Regions from separate parts of the Gossypium arboreum genome. Here all the other regions are linked to region 1. Evidence: chromatin contacts called from public Hi-C data. All regions are on one chromosome and are shown on one strand. Each heading gives the region's core, a stretch centred on a gene start, on an enhancer-like site or on the middle of the called end of the contact. The rest is flanking DNA. Distances are from core to core; before and after follow the strand shown.

Region 1 (2,706 bases), core at 93-2,592:
GAGGAGGAGTCGGTGGACCATCTTTTTAGGGAGTGTTCCTTCACACAGTAGGTTTTGCGGGGTTTGGAGATGCCATTTTCAACATGCAACAGAGAAGCCAATTGGAAAACATGGTTAGTAGCGGATTTTGAAAATAAGAGTCTGAAAGCATGCAAAATCAAATCTATCGCTTACTGGGTCATCTGGTATAATCGCAACAAGCTATATCATGAAAGAGTCAGAGAGCAGGTACATGAAGTTGTTGGATTTATCAAGGCTTACTATACAGAAATTTCTAGTATGGGGGAGATATTACAGAATACACATGACATAAAAGACTCAGTCTGGAAACCACCGGATAATGACACCATCAAAATTAATTTCGACGCCTCATTTAATCGAATCACAAGAAGCTCTATTTCAGGAATCATTGCACGTGATAAAGAGGGTTTGCCTATGGCAGCCTGTACCTTTCCATGGGATAATATTTCAGATCCATTTATGGCCGAGGCAAGGGCGTGTTTACAAGCTATTGTCATGGCAGAAGAGCTGGGTTTTCAGGATGTTTGTGTTGAAGGAGATACGCTAACTATTATACGAAAACTGAACTCTGCAGAAGAAGATCGATCGTGTATTAGCAGTTTGATTAAAGAAATCAAGGGGAAAGTTCTCAAGTTTAGGAGATTGTGTTTCAAGCACGTACCTAGGGAAGCCAACAAAGCTGCTCATGAGATGGCAAAGGAAGGAATCCGATTTCAGCACCCTCGATACTGGATAGAAGAGGTACCACCTGTAGTGGAGAACCTGGTAAATCAAGAGCGACGAAACGGTGGTTATGAAGGATAGATGAAGAGGTAGAGTCCGGGCTCAGTGATTTTGATTGCCCGATGAACTTGAAATTTTGACAGAGACTGTGGTTCTAGAAAGATTTGATTCTGGGAGGGAATAGGTCTCTTCAATAGCTGATACAAAGGGGTTTTTGGTTTCAAATGAGGGAGAAAAAGGGTTACTAGAGATAAGGTTTCATGTCTGCCGCTTCATTTTACTTTACAAGCTTCTGGAATAGTTTTTAATTGTGTTTATTTTTGCTTTCTCAAGGCACCGTTTTGGTGCCCAATCATATTTTGACAGTTTTTATTTCCTTTTTTTTTAGACTGGTAACCACATTTATTACTTCTTCAAATCAATAATAGTATCAATTGGTTCAAAAAAAAAAGTATTAATATGATTGATATGGAACAAGTAACATCCCACGTGTGATCCAAGCAAAAAGAATTCTAACATATGTCCTAGCAAAGTGGGTCAAGGGAGGCCCACATGCAATACATGCACATGTCCGTGAGGTGCATAGTTAGAGAAGTATTACCCATAGGCAAAGCCCTAACCAGGAAAGTTGTGATTGGGCGAAGTAAAGGTGACAAGAGCTACTCTATTGAGGTATTAATAACAAACTTCGATTGTACTTCCGAAATTTTTTGATTAATACAATTTTTTCTCTTGAAGCTTGCATCCTAAGAAATATATGGATTTTACTAGATTATTGTGGATAGCTTGAATTCGAGCTTATGTTTTTAAACGAAAGAATATTATGCAAGTTGGAGATGGAGGAAATTGAAATTGAGAGCAACAGGAACCCGAGGTTGTCTTATCAAAACAAAAGCATATATGTCACTAACGTAGATTGGCGGAAGCTTGTGTTATCAAAATTCTTTAGGGGTCAATTTCTAAGCTTCAATGGTCAAATCTTTTGTATTTAAACCACATTACTTACTGACATACATGTTAACAACAAATTAATACGTTTACACCTTGTTAAAAATATTTAAAAAATAATAATAATTAAAATTGTTCACATGCTGTTTGGCCTAATTCAACGAAAGTGTGTGACGTAGAAACCAAAGGAAGAAACGAAAGATAATGAAAGTAAGCGCAAGATTCTGAAAGCAGCCAAGGTAGAGGCTTTGACGTTGAGTGGAGGATGGGCCCATGGTGTTTGTCTCCAAGCCTAAGCTATCTTTGAAATCAACACCGTCCATGCCGAGCATGCAACACAATTTATTGACCCCGCAGGCTCCAATGCAAGCAAAGTCAACCCCGAGATGATGGAGCACCCCATCCAGTCAGTGTCAAACAACAAGAATGGAAACCAAGCTATCCGTTGGATCCACTTTGATTTCATCAAGCTCTTGAAAGCTGACACTACCTCACTCAAGCTTTGGTCTCTTCCTCTTGGACTTGCTTGATGAAGGGATCTTCCTTCACTATTGTAACCACAAAGTTAGAATTTTTTTTCCCAAAGAGTTGGAATTGATTATATATATTTTTAGAGTTAAAATATAGTTTTATCACAGTATTAATTTATATTTTTATAATTTTTAAAAAAATTAAATTAAAATTTTATCATTTTTTTTATAATAAAAAGAGACAATGTAATATTTTTTCATTTTAGGGGGGCTTGGCCCTCCCAACTCCCTTGGTGCTACCTTTGGTAACCACATACTGTCGCCAATGATAGGATCATGATGTCAATGGAGAGGTATGCTTTAGAGGTTGGAATAGTAGACATTGCAAATATTTTTATTATTATCTTATTTCACCTTATACATTATGTCGATGGTTGTTTTTTTATTACAAACATTTCTATCAATAGTAATTCAAAAAATATAATTTTTTAATGTCTCTTGAGTACAACTTTTATATTAAAAAGGATGTAGAAGTAATTTTAGG
Region 2 (2,706 bases), core at 129-2,628, 110 kb after region 1:
GCAAGTACAGTGAGAGTCGTAACTATCACTGCTTTATAATGCATGAAACATAATGCACTAATAATGCACGATTCATGCACATAATAGTTTTAATTCTTGCCTTCTGTAGTAGATCACTTCTTATTGTTTCCAAATAGTATCAATCTCACCCATGTTTTGTTTTTATTTACACCATAATCATAATATCATTTGGAAATTAATTTTTGTTCGTAGAATAAAATGAACCATAATGAAAAATAAAGAGGGTGGAGGGAAGTGTAAGTAAGGCAAAGTATACACGCACGCGCTTTTACATGTTCGCAACAAAAAGAAAAAGTAAGTGCGAGTGTGTACATATGTGTAACAGAAGAAAACAAACAAAAAAAACTATTAATTGAAATACGAAAGGAAAAAAAGAGCATGTAAATACAATGAGAGTCGTAGCTGCCATTGCTTCATAATTCATGAAACATAATGCACGAATCATGCACATAACAATTCTGATTCTTGCCTTTTGAAATAGATCATTTCTTGTTGTTTCCAAACATTATCAGCCTCACTCGTTTTTTTTTCTTTACGACATAATCATAATACTATCTAGGAATTAATTTTTCTTTGGATTGTTTTCAAGCAAAGGTTGGTTACTAACATGGAGCGTGTTCGACGAGGAGTTGGGCACAATAGTTCTTGCTCACTTTGCAATCATGAAACAGAGAATATTTTGCATGTGTTACGAGATTGCTCAACAATAAAAGAGTTGTGGATGCAAGTTGTCCCACTTGACCAACATAATATGTTCTTTTCTGAGGACTTACAGAATTGGTTAACTTCCAATCTTTGTTATTCCACGAGATTACCTAAAGGAGGGACAACTTGGTCTTGTCTTTTTGGGATAATTGCTTGGCGTATTTGGAAGAATATGAATCTTTTTATTTTTCAAGGCATAACTTGCAATGCCCTTGAAATTGTTAGAGTCTCTTATACTTGGGCACAACAGTATGAGTTGAACCATAATGAGGTAAAGTTAAATGTTCATGACTCTAATACTCAAACTTCCTTATCAGGGAATTGGGTGCACTTATTCATTAATGGTGCAATGGATAGAGGGTATAGACCAGCGTCTACTGGTGGAGTGTTGCAAGATCGGAATAAAAAATTGATCTTCGGATATAACCCATATCTCGAGAAATGCATGGTCTTTGAGGCCGAACTTTAAAGTATTTTGGATGGCGTGCTTACTTCACTTAGTAATGGATTTAATAGAGCTATGATTCATATTGACAATTTAAAGGTAGTTCAAGCCTTATAAATAATTTTTTACTGATTTGACATGTTCTCAAAGTAGATACTAGAGTTGCCGACTATTTGACTAAATTAAGCTTAGATGAGAGCACATGCCTACTAGTTTATGATGAAGTATCGATAATACCGTAAAAGTTCTAAATCAATATAAAATTAGGGGTGATTTTGATCAATTTGATTGTTTTTCACACAAAAAAAAAAAAAAGGCTGCCAACTATGACCATCAAAGTTAGTTCCATGGGGACATCTTGATGGTCACCCTAAACACCAATGGTGGAAGGGCCCGGCTGTTACTTATAGCCGAACGGAAATCTCACTCTGATCCTGGTAAGCAACTTATTTCTATTATAATTTGAGGTTGGCTGCTATATCAGCATTGGTGATATGGTTCTACTCATTATATTTTATTTATACCAAGCATTGTGTTGAACGATTTTTACCTGGTTTCTCTGATACAAAAGCTGAAACATTTGTCAGATGTTCATTAGTTGCGGTATGATTGATGATAGAGCCATAGTTTTTATTTTTTTTGACATAAATTCACTCACCAAACTCTCAACTGTCATCATTTTTTTTCTTCACCCAAACAGAAAATCAAACCCCCAAAGAAATTTTCACCATAATTTTCTCCTACTTTCCCTCTCTCCATTAATTCTGGAAAACCATTAAAAAAGAAAGGCAACTTTTTTTTTCCAATTTCTGTATGTACTGCTTCTTCCCCAATTTCAAGTTTTTTTTTTTGATTTAACCATTCATGTTTTCTCCAAATTTTAATCAAATGGATTGGTCGATTTCATGGGATGAATCATCCCTCAATGCATATAAAGAAGTATTCCGAGCCCTTTGTTTGATTCCTATTTTGCATTATGTAATTGCGTTTATGGTGATTTGGGTAGTTTTCCTTTACAATTTCCTGGAATTTCATTTCTTCCAAGGCTTTTTCAGTGGATTCCGAGGTGCTCCGGTTGCTTTGACCTTTCACCCCACTTCCCATATCTACCATGGCGTGGTTTCCAAGTGCAAGATCCTTCATGGCAGGTACCCTTTTTCCTCCTTTTTCTAGTTTACCCACAAATTTGTTTTCTTTCACTCTCAATCATGATTTTTTTTTTTTGGGGGGGGGGGGGGTTGATTTGGTAAATTATTGCAGGTATTTAGCAACACCGTGGTTATCAAGTCCTCATTTTCAGACTGCTTTTCTCAATTTCTTCGGGAATCCTCCTGCTTTCAGCTACCGCAGGTCCTAAAATTTTTCCGATCTTTTTAATGTTGGATTTAGAATATATATATGTTGGCCCATGTGCTTTTTATCTCACAAAGACCTCTGTTTCCTCAGACAACTTTTTCATGCTTCTGATGGTGGAACCATAGCTCTAGATTGGCTTACAAGTTCTGATAGTAAGTGCAAAACTTTTGATGATATTA
Region 3 (2,706 bases), core at 98-2,597, 72 kb before region 1:
AATAACTAAACTATCAAAACACTGATTCAATAGCTACAATAGATTCTCGTATTAGACAAAAGGATTTCCAAAGAGAATAATGCTTCCTCAACTGAGCTACCAACAAGCCACAAAGTAGTTCCTAGACAAAAGCAACAACTAACAAAACAAGATTAATCAAATGCAACTAACCAATTGTTCTAATTCAGTTGAACTTTCACCAGAAAGTCACAGTCTAACAAGCCAGGTTACAAGGAACACATCAGTTCACCATGGTAGACAGAATCTGTATAGATTTGACATCAAAATAAACGACAGCTTCCACAAATGATTAATCAAGATCTTAATGCATCAAACAAAATGATGTGCTTTTAAATGATCAACACTAGTGTTTCCCTCCTTAACCCTCACTCTCCATGACCACATTCACTGCATTAGTAGTTGAAATTGTTATCACCTACTTTTTAAAGAAAAGGAAGATGGAGCAGCCAGCAAATTATATTCCCATAGGAAGGAGTTAAATGATGACCAATTTAATACCATAGAAAAAAATAATAATAGGATTATAAAAAACCTTAACACTCAGTAGAACATGCACAAGGAACAACTTCATTCCAAGGAAAAAAAATATTATAAAACCAATCTAATGACAAAATCTTTTATCCAACAGATGTCCTATAAGTGATACTTTCACCAAATTCAGGTTCAATACCCAAGGTAACCTATTTTACACTAGCTCCCCCCAGAAACCTAAATTATTTTCTTCGGGTGTTACATAAATTCATTTCCAAATATACAAGAATCATCCATATTCAACTATATAACACATTGTACAACCAAAAAAAGGGATATATCTTCACAAAATGGAATTTTGTAAATGAGTAAAAGTAAAAGCTTTCCAACATTTTACAGGGCAAATAAAGTGAAAGCTTATCCTAAAAGTGAAAAGGTTCCAATTTCCCACCGCTAACTTGTAAATTCAAAATCAGAAACGAAATGAAAAACCGGTTTAGGGGAGTTTAAGAATCTTGACATAAGACTCTTTAAACTCGAAGAATTTGTAGTAATTGCTTTGAAGTAAAGAGAGATTTACCCGGGCAACATTAACAAGCTGGGTGAAGTTGTCGACGATGACGGCGATGTCGGTTTCCACTCGCTGCATCATAGTTTTCTGCTTCTGTGCCGCCGCCGCTGCAGCCGCCGCCGTCGGTCCAGTTCCCACTCCCGTTCCTTTGTTCATTGATGTAAAAAGCACACACACACACACACACGCACAACAGAGGATGGGTTACGGGAAACAAAATTGTGCAAAGTTGGATCAAAGTAAAATATGGGAGAGTAAGGGAAATTAAGGAAATTATTTTGGGATGTAGTACTAGTATATCAAATAAAAAGTTGGAAAAGAAAAGGCCACAGCCCAACTATTGAATGCCAAGCCCAAATACAACTTACGCCTCACTAATAAATCAATTGAGCCTTTACGAAAAATACCACCCAATTTAGTTTTGGGTGACTGCTGACTAATTAATTTTTTTTACTCACAGAGGACTCAATGAGCTGCACATTTTTCATAAGGGTTCAATTGGCTTTTTGATTTTTTTTTTTTTTTGAGGTTTTTCCTTTCTTTCAAGACCTTTTATTTTCTTGAAGGCCTTTAATTAGTTTTTTTAAACACGTTCTTTGGTAAATTATTTGATATATTAGTGATGGTGTTTTTTTAATTTCACAACAACAATTGATATTTAATAAATTAAAAACTAGGTTAAAATATCAAATAAGCCCTTCAATTAAACTCCTCATCAAAAATTACACCCAATTAAACCTTTAGAATTCATTTTTCATTTAAGCCCCTAACAGTCATTTACTACTGACATAGCGGGTAGTGTGGTAGTTGACATGACAAGTTAACATGAAAAAATGATGATTTAGAGAGCTTAATTAAATTTTTTTTATCATTTTACGAGGGCTTAATTGAATTTTTATTATTTTACTAAGGACTTAATTAATTATTTAAGTAAAATTATTAAAATTCTAGAAAAATTTAATTGTTAAAATATAAGCTATAAAACTCATAAAAATATTAGAAATTTATAAATAATTATAAAATTATAAATGTCTTTTACCCATCTTTAAATATAAAGAGTTGTAACTTTGAACCTATGTCATTTAGAAGAAAAGCTCATTTTATTTATATCTGAAATTTTATCACACATTTAGAATGTATGCGTTAGTTTAAAAATAAAATATAATAAATAATTAAACGTATAGTTTGAAACAAATTATAATAACACATGTAATATGTATTAAATTAAAATAAAAATAGTTTAAATTGTGAGTAATAAATAGGTAAATGTTTCATGTTAAGAATATTAAATATAGTTCAATTGTTTATCATGGTATTATAAATTTTTTAAGTCGGTATTGAGTTAACTTGTAACACCAATTTAATAAACGACATTATCAATATATACAAATTATGTTGGTGAAACAATTTGTGTAATAATATTGAAATGTATAAAATATCAAAATCAAATGTTAGTTGAAGTGATAAAAAAGATTTTATAGATATTGGTGGAATGAATTTAAATCTCAATATACGCAAATTTGTAACTAATTTCAAGTATGTAAAAGTAGTTTAATAATTTTTCAATCAAATTGGTATCCAATATGCTCACGAAATCAACTCAACCATAAATTTAAATTTTAAACTCATATTTTTAAATTTTT

Evidence for each region. Hi-C and Micro-C count contacts between places; a contact is called where the count stands out from the background.
Region 2: a Hi-C map of leaf shows a contact between it and region 1, with 2.8 times the contacts expected there. The contact joins the promoter of LOC108476413 here to the enhancer-like site in region 1. A contact is called at or near these places in 2 of 5 Hi-C or Micro-C datasets (both in leaf).
Region 3: a contact with region 1 is called in a Hi-C map of leaf, with 4 times the contacts expected there. The contact joins the promoter of LOC108475968 here to the enhancer-like site in region 1. A contact is called at or near these places in 2 of 5 Hi-C or Micro-C datasets (both in leaf).

What each region holds. Positions count from the first base shown.
Region 1 is chr3:128,068,184-128,070,889 of ASM2569848v2, forward strand. No RefSeq gene overlaps it. Among protein-coding and RNA genes, the nearest start is that of LOC108476210, 29 kb to the left of the region's middle. Within about 2 kb of position 1,343, at least 1 of the 2 cell types and tissues checked has an H3K27ac peak or open chromatin away from gene starts, as enhancers often do. A contact at or near this core is called in leaf, where this site is marked.
Region 2 is chr3:128,180,279-128,182,984 of ASM2569848v2, forward strand. It overlaps LOC108476413 (embryogenesis-associated protein EMB8), which reads left to right and starts at 1,379. Exons shown (of 15, transcript XM_017778632.2): 1 at 1,379-1,774; 2 at 2,217-2,319; 3 at 2,432-2,521; 4 at 2,618-2,679. The coding sequence starts at 1,759.
Region 3 is chr3:127,995,932-127,998,637 of ASM2569848v2, forward strand. It overlaps LOC108475968 (mediator of RNA polymerase II transcription subunit 22b-like), which reads right to left and starts at 1,348. Exons shown (of 3, transcript XM_017777984.2): 1 at 1,073-1,348. The coding sequence starts at 1,219.